Regions from separate parts of the Zea mays genome. Here region 2 is linked to region 1. The links are chromatin contacts, called in public HiChIP or PLAC-seq maps. All regions are on one chromosome and are shown on one strand. The core of a region is the stretch at or near the end of the contact, and the rest is flanking DNA. Distances in the headings are between cores, read along the strand shown.

The links. HiChIP or PLAC-seq counts read pairs in DNA pulled down with a chosen protein or histone mark.
Region 2: an H3K4me3 HiChIP or PLAC-seq map of leaf shows a contact between it and region 1, with 2.5 times the contacts expected there. The contact joins the promoter of LOC542553 here to the promoter of LOC100277294 in region 1. A contact is called at or near these places in 2 of 25 Hi-C or Micro-C datasets (both in leaf) and 1 of 3 datasets of contacts at active chromatin or transcription factors (leaf).

The regions. Positions count from the first base shown.
Region 1 is chr4:188,747,822-188,753,745 of Zm-B73-REFERENCE-NAM-5.0, reverse strand. It overlaps LOC100277294, which reads left to right and starts at 3,516. Exons shown (of 2, transcript NM_001150899.2): 1 at 3,516-3,680; 2 at 4,984-5,924. The coding sequence starts at 5,052.
Region 2 is chr4:188,948,025-188,953,948 of Zm-B73-REFERENCE-NAM-5.0, reverse strand. It overlaps LOC542553 (ferritin 1), which reads left to right and starts at 2,752. Exons shown (of 8, transcript NM_001112093.2): 1 at 2,752-3,153; 2 at 3,398-3,481; 3 at 3,566-3,626; 4 at 3,711-3,798; 5 at 4,239-4,300; 6 at 4,423-4,488; 7 at 4,574-4,637; 8 at 4,732-5,178. The coding sequence starts at 2,858. The coding sequence ends at 4,775.

The DNA of each region.
Region 1 (5,924 bases), core at 2,267-4,766:
GAGGTGACGGGACAAACCCAGATGTTGTTCTTCCGCCACGTGGGGAAGACGTCGTCGATTCCGCCGCTGGCGGGCGGGCTGACGGCCACCATTGTCACTGTCGCGAGGCGGAGGAAGGAGTACCATGTCATAGCTGCCGTCGAGGGACATGAACTCAAGACTCCCGAAACAGAGAATCGTCCTAGGTTGGAGAGGTTGCTGGAGACTACCCATCTGGAGCTTGACGGGAAGCTGTTCGTCAACACGCAGCAGGCCCCTACCTGGCGCGCCAACTGTCGGCGTTTCGACCCCAGGGGGTCCCTGGACCGACGAGTAAATTGTCACCGCGTGTCCCAGCCTAGATGGGTCGGCGCGAGACGGAGCACGAAGGGGGGAAGGAGACAGGCAAAAGGGGAAACCCGCGGCCTTCGTGTTGTCCTGCGCCCAGGTCGGGTGCGCTTGCAGTAGGGGGTTACAAGCGTCCGCGTGGGAGAGAGCGAGAGACTTACGCGTTGGCCCGTTCTCCCGCGCGGCCAACCTTCTCGTACGAGAGCCCTGGACCTTCCTTTTATAGGCGTAAGGAGAGGGTCCAGGTGTACAATGGGGGGTGTAGCAGTGTGCTAACGTGTCTAGCAGAGAGGAGCTAGAGCCCTAAGTACACGCCGTCGTGGCAGTCGGAGAGGTTTTCGCACCCTGTTCATGTGATGTCGTGGCCGTCGGAGGAGCGCTGGAGCCTTGCGGAAGGACAGCTGTCGGGGCTGTCGAGTCCTTGCCGACGTCTCCTTGCTTCCGTAAGGGACTGAGAGCCGCCGTCGTCATGGAGCATGCGGGGCGCCATCATTACTTGTTTACTGGGACGAGCCAGATGGGACGCCGGTCTTGTTCCCTGTAGCCTGAGCTAGCTAGGGGTAGGGTAATGATGGCCCCCCCTGTGACGTGGTGGGTCCGAGCCCTAGGTCGGGCGAGGCGGAGGCTCCTCCGAGGTCGAGGTTGAGTCCGAGCCCTGGGATCGGGCGAGGCGGAGTTCGTCGTCTTCCAGAGCCGAGGCTGAGTCCGAGCCCTGGGGTCGGGCGAGGCGGAGTTCATCGTCTTCCGGAGTCGAGGCTGAGTCCGAGCCCTGGGGTCGGGCGACGCGGAGTCCATCGTCTTCCGGAGCCGAGGCTGAGTCCGAGCCCTAGGGTCGGGCGAAGCGGAGTTCGTCGTCCAGTGTCGAGGTTGAGCTCGAGCCCTGGGTCAGGCGGGGCGGAGCTTCCTATGGCGTCCGAGGCTGGACTTAGTTGCTGTCAGCCTCACTCTGTTGAGTGGCGCAGCAGTCGGAGTGACGCAGGCGGCACTGTTTTCTTGTCAGGTCGGTCAGTGGAGCGGCGAAGTGACTACGATCACTTCGGCTCTGTCGAATGAAGAGCGCGCATCAGGATAAGGTGTCAGACGATCCTTGCATTAAATGCTCCTGCGATACGGTCGGTTGGCGTGGCGATCTGGCCAAGGTTGCTTCTCTGCGAAGACTGGGCCTCGGGCGAGCCGAAGGCGTGTCCGTTGCTTGAGGGGGCCCTCGGGCGAGATGTGAATCCTCCAGGGTCGGCTGCCTTTGCCCGAGGCTGGGCTCGGACGAGGCGAGATCGTGTCCCTTGAGCGGACTGAGCCTTGACCTTAATCGCGCCCATCAGGCCTTTGCAGCTTTGTGCTGATGGGGGTTACCAGGTGAGATTAGGAGTCTTGGGGTACCCCTAATTATGGTCCCCGACAAATGGATCGTTCTATAAAAAAATTATAGGATTTTTAGGAACTCAATTCTTCTTTGTTCCAAAGGGGTAAGCTTTCTATATTCATAATTACTAGCTGAGTGCCCGTGCGTTGCGACGGTAATATATAATACCAGTATACTACGATAACTTATATATAAAATGTGTGTTATATTGTTATGAGAAAATGTTTCATAATCAATTTGTGATCCTAGTCATACATAAATTTTGTTATTTTAATCTAGTTGTTTCACCACTACATTGCAACCATCAGTATCATGCAGACTTCGATATATGCCACGATTTGTATGGTCTCATCATTGGAGAGCACGTTCCATATATGCTGGAAGAAATTTCCTCGTACATCATTAGTCATCAAACACGCACCACCATACGCTCTTGCTTAAACAAAAAGGTAAATGTATGTGTTTGCGAAGAGAATTAAAGGCAGGTCGGCACAAAAGCTACCCTGACGGTGGCGAGGATGACGAACTGGTCACTATTGTCGATCCTCCTCTGCGTCACCTCCGACGCTAAGATGACGCCACAATCCTCGATATAGTAGTCGTCGAACGCGCGCGACATGACGAGTACCGATGACTCTTGGTTGGGCTGCCAAACGAAGTGTACCCCGGGCTCATCAGCGAGGTAGTACCCATGGCCGTTGCACCACCAGATGCGCTACTCCACTACATACATCATGTTCGAGGACACTCACACAACGTCAGCAACGTCCATCGTCCCAGCGCACAAGAATTCATGTCCGGTCAGTAGCGACTTACGTGGTAGGTTGAGCTTCAGGTGGACGATGAGCTAGACGACGTGATGGCATCGTCGTCGGATGCGGTGTCCAGAACAACCCGAGAGTCGTCGATGTTGGCGACAACCATGAGGCCTCCCTGCTTAATGATGGACAGCGCGGTGCAGCTGCTCTGGACCGCGTCCAAGTGGTGGCTTCGCGGGAGCTTGTCGTACACAGCGGCGCATGCGACCACGTAGGACTGCTTCTAGAGGTCGAACTGACAGTCGCCAAGCTTCTTCTCGTCATCGATGAGCGACGCCAACGTGAGTGCCTCCTGCTCATGGTGTTTGTTCGGGGTTTCAAGTAAGAAACATGGATTCATGCTTGGTGTTGGTTTATGAAAATGACTCAGAAGTCTGATCTATGGAAAAAATAGTACGAAGAAAAATGTCACGCATGCAAAAAAAGGAATTTAAGTATAATACATTATTCAAACAAAAGAAATTGCATGCAAAGCTCTTCTTTAAATAATATTACATCCATCCAAAAATCTAATTCAAGAATCTCGGTGATACTTATCTACTACTACGCATTGTGCAAGGGTAGCAAGTGAGCTTGGTGAGAGATGTAGTAGATGTGTTTCCTGTCATAGATGTAGACATAAACACATATGTGGTGTAGTGATAGCTACTCTTGGCCTTTGCTAAGAGGTCACGAGTTCAAATCCCTTTGAGGACATGTGTTTTTTTTTAATTTTAGCTAGACGTGGGCTGTACGGGGGAATGAGAATGGGAATGAGCTTTGCGGGAGGAGGGAATGAGAAAGACAGAATAAAGAAAACGGGAATGGCAGAACATGAATGATGACAGAACACGGGAATGACCAACTACTCTTGCAGCCTTAATAGTAGTAGAGATTTCACTTTTTCTTTGTTTTTTCTTCCTCCCAGCAGTGCCGCAATTGCAGGGCCCAAACCCAAGAGTCCAGCAACAGTGCCACGATCCAAAGACAGGCTCCGCCACTGCAGGTGGCCCCCCAGAGCGAGGCCGGACATCCCTTTCCTTTCCTTCACCTCACTCGCTCTCTCGCCTCTCTCTCCGTGCGGTGACTGACTGGGCAACCGCCACCGCCCTCCCCCTCCGTCGGGTCTTCGCCGGCGCCACCAGCGACGACTGGGCGGTCTGTGTCCCTCTTCGCCGGAGACGATCACCCACCAGGTATGCCCGCTCCCTTCTCTCCCTTCCCTTCCTTCCTTTCCGAAGCGGAGCACCCCAAACCCTAAGCTATCTGAACCCGGATCTGACCATGATTCCTACTAGCTTCGAGTTTTTTGCAAGAAACAACGGGTGCACGTATCCTGGATTCACTACTTTGTGCATCAATGCTGCTGTTGATTAGGACTAGAGCTGCAGGCTGCTGTAGACTAGACTTCGCGTGGAAGCAAGGTACGATTAGGTTTCACGTGGTTCTTGCTTCGCTTTGGGACCACTCTCTAGTCAGTACCATGTGTCTGTGATATGCGCGACAGGGAACCTTGTCCATCTGGGAACTCTACCTGCATATATAGAGGGAAGGAAATTGGTATGGGCGTCTGCGGTTATGGTTCATGTGTTTATAGTTCCTGGCGACAAAAAATAGAGAAACAGTTTCACTTTAGCGAATGAGCTCCAACTAATCAATGTTTTTAGTGCTCCGTAATTCCAGCCCGTCATATATTTTTTCGTTTCTGTTTACCTTTGGCCTAAGTTGTGGGGATCTATTGTTCAATTCGGATTGCAGCAACCAATGCATGCCATATTGTACTTTGAAACTGTTCCAACTGGCACCTAAAGTGTCACTACTCTTTGAGGGGCTGATTTCTCTGCCAAGTCCAATTACATCTGTCATCAGATACCTATTGCTAGGATGCTGGGCGCACCATGTGTTTGGCTCACTCTGTACATCAAGTTTATAAGTACATGTACGATGCAATGAAAAAGTAAAAAATAAATTGTCAAGTCTTCTTCTTAGTTGTTTTGTTTGTTCAGCAGCGCATGCATAGCGTAGCATTAGCATTACCCAAGGAAAGGCATTGTTACTACCTGTGTATAGAGGGAATTAAATGCTATGTGTGTTAGAGGTTATGATCCCTGAGCTGTTGTGTAGCAAGTAGCATGGATATGGGGGCACGTGGATCAGTATTGGGCATATAGAAGTGGATACTGCAGCTTCTGAAAGAACCAAATGTATAGATATGTTTTAGTATTTTACATAATTTACATAAATAAATAATGAGATACAATATAATTTTGAAGGCAGTAGCAGCCTAGCAGGAACTATAAATTAGCTTCCAATATAGCCACTTTGGTCTTGTGCAGTTTCCAAATTTCCATTTAACCAATATAGTTTTGAATCATTTGTAGTACAATAGTTTTGAACCATCCATACGTTGGCCGGACAACCCAGCCTGAACTACTACTATCAAGTTTGCATCTCTTGTTCTAAAAAATCTGTGACCTGAACTGAATAGTTGCTTTGCAGGTGGATGTCGATTTTTTGGTTGACAAGTTGAAGGTTACGAACTACTTTGATCCTGAGGTGAAGAAGTAATGATCCGCCCAGGCTCAAGGGACTCGCAAAATTATGATAACAATAATCAAAGAGTTCATCCGCAACCAGTTGATGAGAACATGAATCAGAACGGGGACTCAGTGGACACTATGATCGGGAGGATATTCAACAACATATCCTCTTTAAAATCTGCATACATTCAGCTGCAGGAAGCCCACACCCCATATGACCCTGACAAGATCCAGGAAGCTGATAAACTTGTCATAGAGGAGCTTACAAATCTTTCAGAGCTCAAGCATGCTTACAGAGAAAAACATCCTAAGCCAATAGCTGCATCCCCTCAAGATTCACGCTTGCTCTCTGAAATACAAGAGCAGCAGAATTTGTTGAAGACCTACGAGGTCATGGTAAAGAAGTTCCAGTCCCAGATCCAGACTAGAGACACTGAGATAACCCATTTACAGCAGCAAATTGATGAAGCTAAACTTCGGAAATCAAAGCTAGAGAAGAAACTGAAACAGAGGGGCCTACTTAACAGGGAGTCAGAGGAATCTGACGAAGAAGAGAACTACTTTTCCATTGAATTGACGCCAAGTTTGTTTACATCTGCTGTCGATAATGCATACCAGTCCATACATGAATTTTCAAAGCCTTTGATCAACATGATGAAGGCTGCAGGTTGGGATCTTGATGGGGCTGCCAATGCGATCGAACCTGGTGTGGTTTACACAAGAAGGGCTCACAAGAAGTTTGCTTTTGAATCCTATATTTGCCAAAGAATGTTCAGTGGGTTCCAAGAGGAGAGCTTTTCTATCAAGGATTCTAACATCAGTGTTTCCAATGAGGCTTTCTTCCACCAATTCCTTGCAGTGCGAGCCATGGATCCTCTGGATGTCCTGAGCCAGAACCCT
Region 2 (5,924 bases), core at 1,503-4,002, 200 kb before region 1:
CGTCCATTTATTCTCACATTTTTTATCACTAATTATGATTTTCACTAACCTCGTTAGGAGGGAGAGATAAACGATAGCTTTGTTTTTGAAACAAGGGGTAAAAACACACAAAGTTAAAAATGAGGAGTAAAATTCGTGTCGAGCCTTGTTGTGCTTGGACCCAGGGCTGTTCCTGACTTTTAGGGGCCTGATGCGAAATCTGAAATGGAGGCCCCATCCACACACAATATATATAATATTCAACGTATACAAATTATTATGCACTATTTTCAAGTTTATAAGATGACAAATATAAAATATAGCAAAAACACATACTTGTTATCCGATGTCATTAAAAATATCTTCTAACATTTTGTGATACAAATCATCGCTTATACCATTAAGATCAATCACATCCAACAACTTATTTTAGATACATATAATCGCCAAACCATTTAACCTCTCTTAAGTCATTGTTGACCTTAAATAGTTCAAAAAATATTTCAATTTTAAAAATCTTCTCTCCGTCGATGCAACCATCATGTGTATAGTAAATACTACTCTCTCTGTATCAAAATAGAATTTATTTTGCTTCTCTAGTTGATTCCTCATCATCTAATTGAATATAGACATAAAAATCCAGAGTTAAAACAAATACTATTTTAGAACGAAGTGAATATTAGATAAGTAATCGAGACATTAGTTTAACAATTTAAACGAAACTGATTGATAGTGCATTGCTCTTGCGTATTTATGTCTAGAGTAGATATGCTTAGCGGGAAAAAAAATGCTAACGTCCAGTGGCCAAAGGGCCCTCTGTTTTTGGGGGCCCGGTGCGGCCGCACCCGCCGCACCCCCCTCAGGGCCGGCCGTGCCTGGAACGGGCCGGTCCGCCTGGCCCATTGGACATCTATAACTGTACTACAAATATGAATATTTTCTTATATAAATGTAGTTAAAGTTAAAAATATTTGACTTCCCGAAAAATGAGAACGACCAACATTTGTAGATGGAGAGAGTATTTAGTAAAAGTAAGGTGTATTTGTGATTGTATCCCTCTCTCAATTTTTAATTGTGATTTTGTGTCTCGTTTTTCAATTTTATGATTTTACCCTCTGTCATGCCTTTGCGCTGTTATATGCAATTGATAATGTTAAATTTAATACAAAAATACAAAAAATGCACCTGCAATTTATTGTAATTTTACCCCTCGTTATACTATGCATTTATGGTTTTACCCCTGTTGATGATGCGCTAGTACAACGTAGAAAGGGAGTAGTTCGTATTATGATTTGCACTAACCTCGTTAGGAGGGAGGGATAAACGATAGCTTTGTTTTCGAAATAAGAGGTAAAAACACAAAGTTAAAAATGGAGAGTAAAATTCGTGTCGGGCCTTGCTGTGCCTGAACCGAGCCGGCCCGTCTGGCCCATTTGACATCTATAACTGTACCCAACAGCTAGTTGATGAACAGAGACAAGGCGTGTGTCCACATGCAGACGTGGATGACGAGGACGGGTGTGGTGGTAGGCACCGGGCCAATCTGGTTCAGAGCGCGCGTGAGGTCGCCACGCGCTAGTGAGCTGAGTCATCAGTTGCTAGCGAGATCTGAAGGTACAGCCAACAACCATTCAGACGGGTGCGGTGGTCCTTCACTCCAACAAACAGCCTTGGAATTCTATGTGTGTCCTGTCGCAACCACGAATCTTCATCTTATCTCCTCCATCCTTGCTCGGGTCATCATCAGAGGCGTGTGCCGGCCGCACGACCACTTTTTTTATTTTATTTTATTTTAAATATACGTCAGGTTTGTTGAAATAATAACGTGCTGCCGTTAATTAGATGAACTGGACGATATAAATTCCAACACCTACAAGTCTCGTGGTTATCCTTTGCTGCTCTGCATTTACATTGAATACTAGGGGTCTGTTTAGTTTAGCTTCCTAGACCGGATTCGTTGTAAAAAATCTGAATTAACTATACAACAGAATAGATTTTTCATATTCATCTCTTCCATCTTACAAAAATGTCACGTTCTTATAAAATCTATAGTTGACAGTTATTTCAATCAAACAAAATAAAGATTTTCCACAATTGTTAATGTTCGAGGAGATTTTCAACATTCTCAACCAAAGGGGTGGTGTCTGTATGCACCACTTCTCCACCACCAAATTTAAAGCCATTCAAAAAAAATTATGTCTGTGACTGCACAAAGTTTGGTGAAATTGATGAAACGGGCCATCCGAAGCTTCGGAAACTATGAAACTGAAGTTGCAAACTTTAAAACATTTTGATAAGTCATTTTTATTTAAATTATTTTTAAAAACTATTTAAATTTATATTATACACCACGGCTTCACGTCAAAACTAGAACCTAGAACAATGCCAGACTCCTTATGGTATCCCTGCCTCATGGGAAAATAAGTTCTAGGACAAGGGGAAATTTGAGTTTATTTAGGGCTAGTTTGGGAACACTAATGTTTCATGAGATTTTCATTTTTCCAAGGGAAATTAATTTATTTTCCATTGGGAAAATGAAAATCCCATAGGAAATTAGTATTCTCGAACTAACCCTTGTAGTAACGGCGTATACCAAAGGAAAAGCTCAAAAAAAATGGACGCCTCCACCATCCAGAAATATCTCCCCAGTCCCCCGCCCGCCACGAGCCCTCCACGCGCTCCCTCCGCCTTCTCCAAATCTCAGCCGTCCACGTGTCTCCAATCTGCTACCCCCACGCGCCTATATTTATCCCTTTCGTTCCTCCAAGGCACAGCCGCACAATCCATCCATCCATCTATTCTCCAGTCCACCCATTCCATTCCACTACCCACGCGCAGAATTCACGCGAACGCACACGCACCCACACGACACATCCAGATGATGCTTAGGGTTTCCCCGTCCCCGGCCGCCGCGGTGCCAACCCAGCTCTCCGGTGCGCCCGCGACCCCTGCTCCCGTCGTCAGGGTGGCGGCGCCGCGCGGCGTCGCCTCGCCGGCCGCTGGCGCCGCGTGCAGGGCCGCGGGCAAGGGGAAGGAGGTGCTCAGCGGGGTCGTGTTCCAGCCCTTCGAGGAGATCAAGGGGGAGCTCGCCCTCGTGCCCCAGTCCCCAGACAAGTCGCTCGCGCGCCACAAGTTCGTCGATGACTGCGAGGCCGCCCTCAACGAGCAGATCAAGTAAGTGCTACTGTTACCGCACACTGCTCTGCTCTGCTATGCTCCTGCTTGCGTTCAGATTTTAGGATTTATGTGTGCTGTCTGTTAAGATGCTCTTACCATATTAGGCTATTTTTTGGGTGTTATCTGTCAGCCATTCCATCCATCTGTGAGATTTGATTTCGATTCAGCTCCACTAACCGAATAACAAATGTCTCCATACGACACCAATTTGACTCTGGAACCTCTCTCTCTGGCCGTGCAGCGTGGAGTACAACGCCTCGTATGCATACCACTCCCTCTTCGCCTACTTCGACCGCGACAACGTGGCTCTCAAAGGATTTGCCAAGTCAGTCGTCGCCTCTCGCCACCAAGTTCGGCTATCCATACCGATTTTACGTTTTCCTCTCTAACGATGATGTGGTTCTTCCAGGTTCTTCAAGGAATCCAGCGACGAGGAGAGGGAGCACGCTGAAAAGCTCATGGAGTACCAGGTATCATTTGACCCTCTGGTCCGTTCCATTCTGCTACATGCCAATACGTGCTGTGCGGTACTGACGGGACAATGCGCCTGCCAGAACAAACGTGGAGGCAGGGTGAGGCTCCAATCGATTGTGACGCCTTTAACCGAGTTTGACCACCCTGAGAAAGGAGATGCTCTGTACGGTAAGTTGCCGCTCATTTTCTTGCTTCTTGTTTGCCGGTTCTGACCTCTGGTTTAGGATAGGATCTGAATGCCCAAGTGCCTCAGAGGAGAGTCTGCGTGTGTGGTACTGGTAGTCTGGTAATGGTAGAGCAAGGAAAGTAACAAAAGCTCGCGGTTGTCCAGAACTGGAATTTATTCTGCGTCTGAACATAGTTGTATGACTGTATGAGTTGAAGCTTTCAGTATGTGCATCGATGGATGATGATAGATTCAAAGACTGGTAGCAATTCTACAAATTTAGGACGACTTATATAGAATAGAAGGCTAGCTATTGTTAGTAAATGTTTGGTTATGTATCAAGCTATGTTGTAGTTATGTTCATGCTTGAGCTTGACATAGTTGGAAGCTAATAATCTGTTGTCTATTTCTGATATGTGCCTCTCTTTTTTATTGATTTCAGCTATGGAGCTGGCTCTGGCCCTGGAAAAGCTGGTCAATGAGAAGCTGCACAACCTGCATGGTGTAAGTTGCATTCTTGCAGAGAAATATATATTGCGTGCTTTGCTCAAGGCATACATAGAAAATCTATGGGCAAATATAAGTTGAATAACTGTTGAGTCACTGCATGCTGTTGTAATTAACAGGTGGCAACAAGGTGCAATGATCCTCAGCTGACAGACTTCATCGAGAGTGAGTTCCTCGAGGAGCAGGTAAATGCAACCAAGCATATGATGTGTATAGTTTACGTTGTATTCTTAGCTGAACGAAAATTTCGGATTTTTTTTCTTTCGAAAGGTGGAAGCCATAAACAAGATCTCCAAGTATGTCGCCCAGCTGAGGAGAGTGGGCAAGGGGCACGGTTAGTCTGTTGCTGAACTTGGTTTAATGTGCTATGTCTCAGTGCTCGAAGTTACCCCTAGTTGATATTGTTGAGATGTGATACTTGCGTACAGGGGTGTGGCACTTCGATCAGATGCTGCTTGAGGAAGAGGCCTAAAAAGAAGAACGGACAGATGAATGAAGGAAACAAGTGTGTAATGTTGATCAGGCGGAGGAATAATAATGGGTCAACTGACAACTCTGGGTCGGTGGATTTGTAGTTGGTTTGGGTTTTTTAGTTGTAGAACGGTGTTGCCCTCCTAGAGAGGGATGAACACATTATGCATGCGATGTGTCAGTTCGGTCGGTGCTATGCTCGTTGGGATTTGATTGTCGGAAATAAAACATGGGTGATGAATGTGTACCCTCCCTAATCTATGAAGTTGAGAAAGCCCTGCGGGTGTAGGTGGATTTGTAGAGGTTTTTCTTCAGTTGGTTAGGTTCGCTGTTGCCTACCTCATTTGCCCCTAATCATCATCGCCGTAATTTATTTATAATAAAAAAGATCCAGCTTTTCCCCCTCTCATGGCTGATTTGTAGAGGCCGCGCTGTAGTCGGAGACTCGAGGAGGAGCCCGAAGCGGTCAGGGAGCTCGTGTAGGACTGTAGGGATGAAAATCATCGAAAACATATATTTATTCAGTTTATTTATAGAATCTGCAATATAATTTTATGTTCTTGTAATGATTCACAAAAGGTAATCCTTAAAATTTTCAAATATCTTCTTAAATTATAGATATAAAATTCGAATATTTTTTGAAACATCTTATAATCAGTTTCTTAATCGTAGTTCAGCACAATCTCATTTATTTAGTGAGCCATTGTATATGATGCTATTTTTTGAAACTTATAGACATACATGGATCCATATTTTCAATTAGTAATTAAATTCTATAAGTTTACTTTGCTAAACTGTCATTGTATAATGGCGTACAAGTCTTTATATGAATACAAACTTTAGTACATTTTAAAATATACATGTGTTAAATGTTGAACATAAAAAATTAGTATAAATATTAAGTTTTTTCATTATTGATAAGTATTTACTATGTGACGCTAAATTATTGGTTCTCACGCGCTTTGCTATAGCATATTTTTTTAAAAAATAAAAAATATAGAATTATTGTACATTTCATTTAAAAAAAATATGTGCACCTCAACTATAGAACTTATTTGCGGTTTCATTTTTCTATTATTGTATGTTCTGGTTTTCAATAACATATTTAACATTTAAGAAATGTTCAAACTTACAACTAGGTCTTGTATCT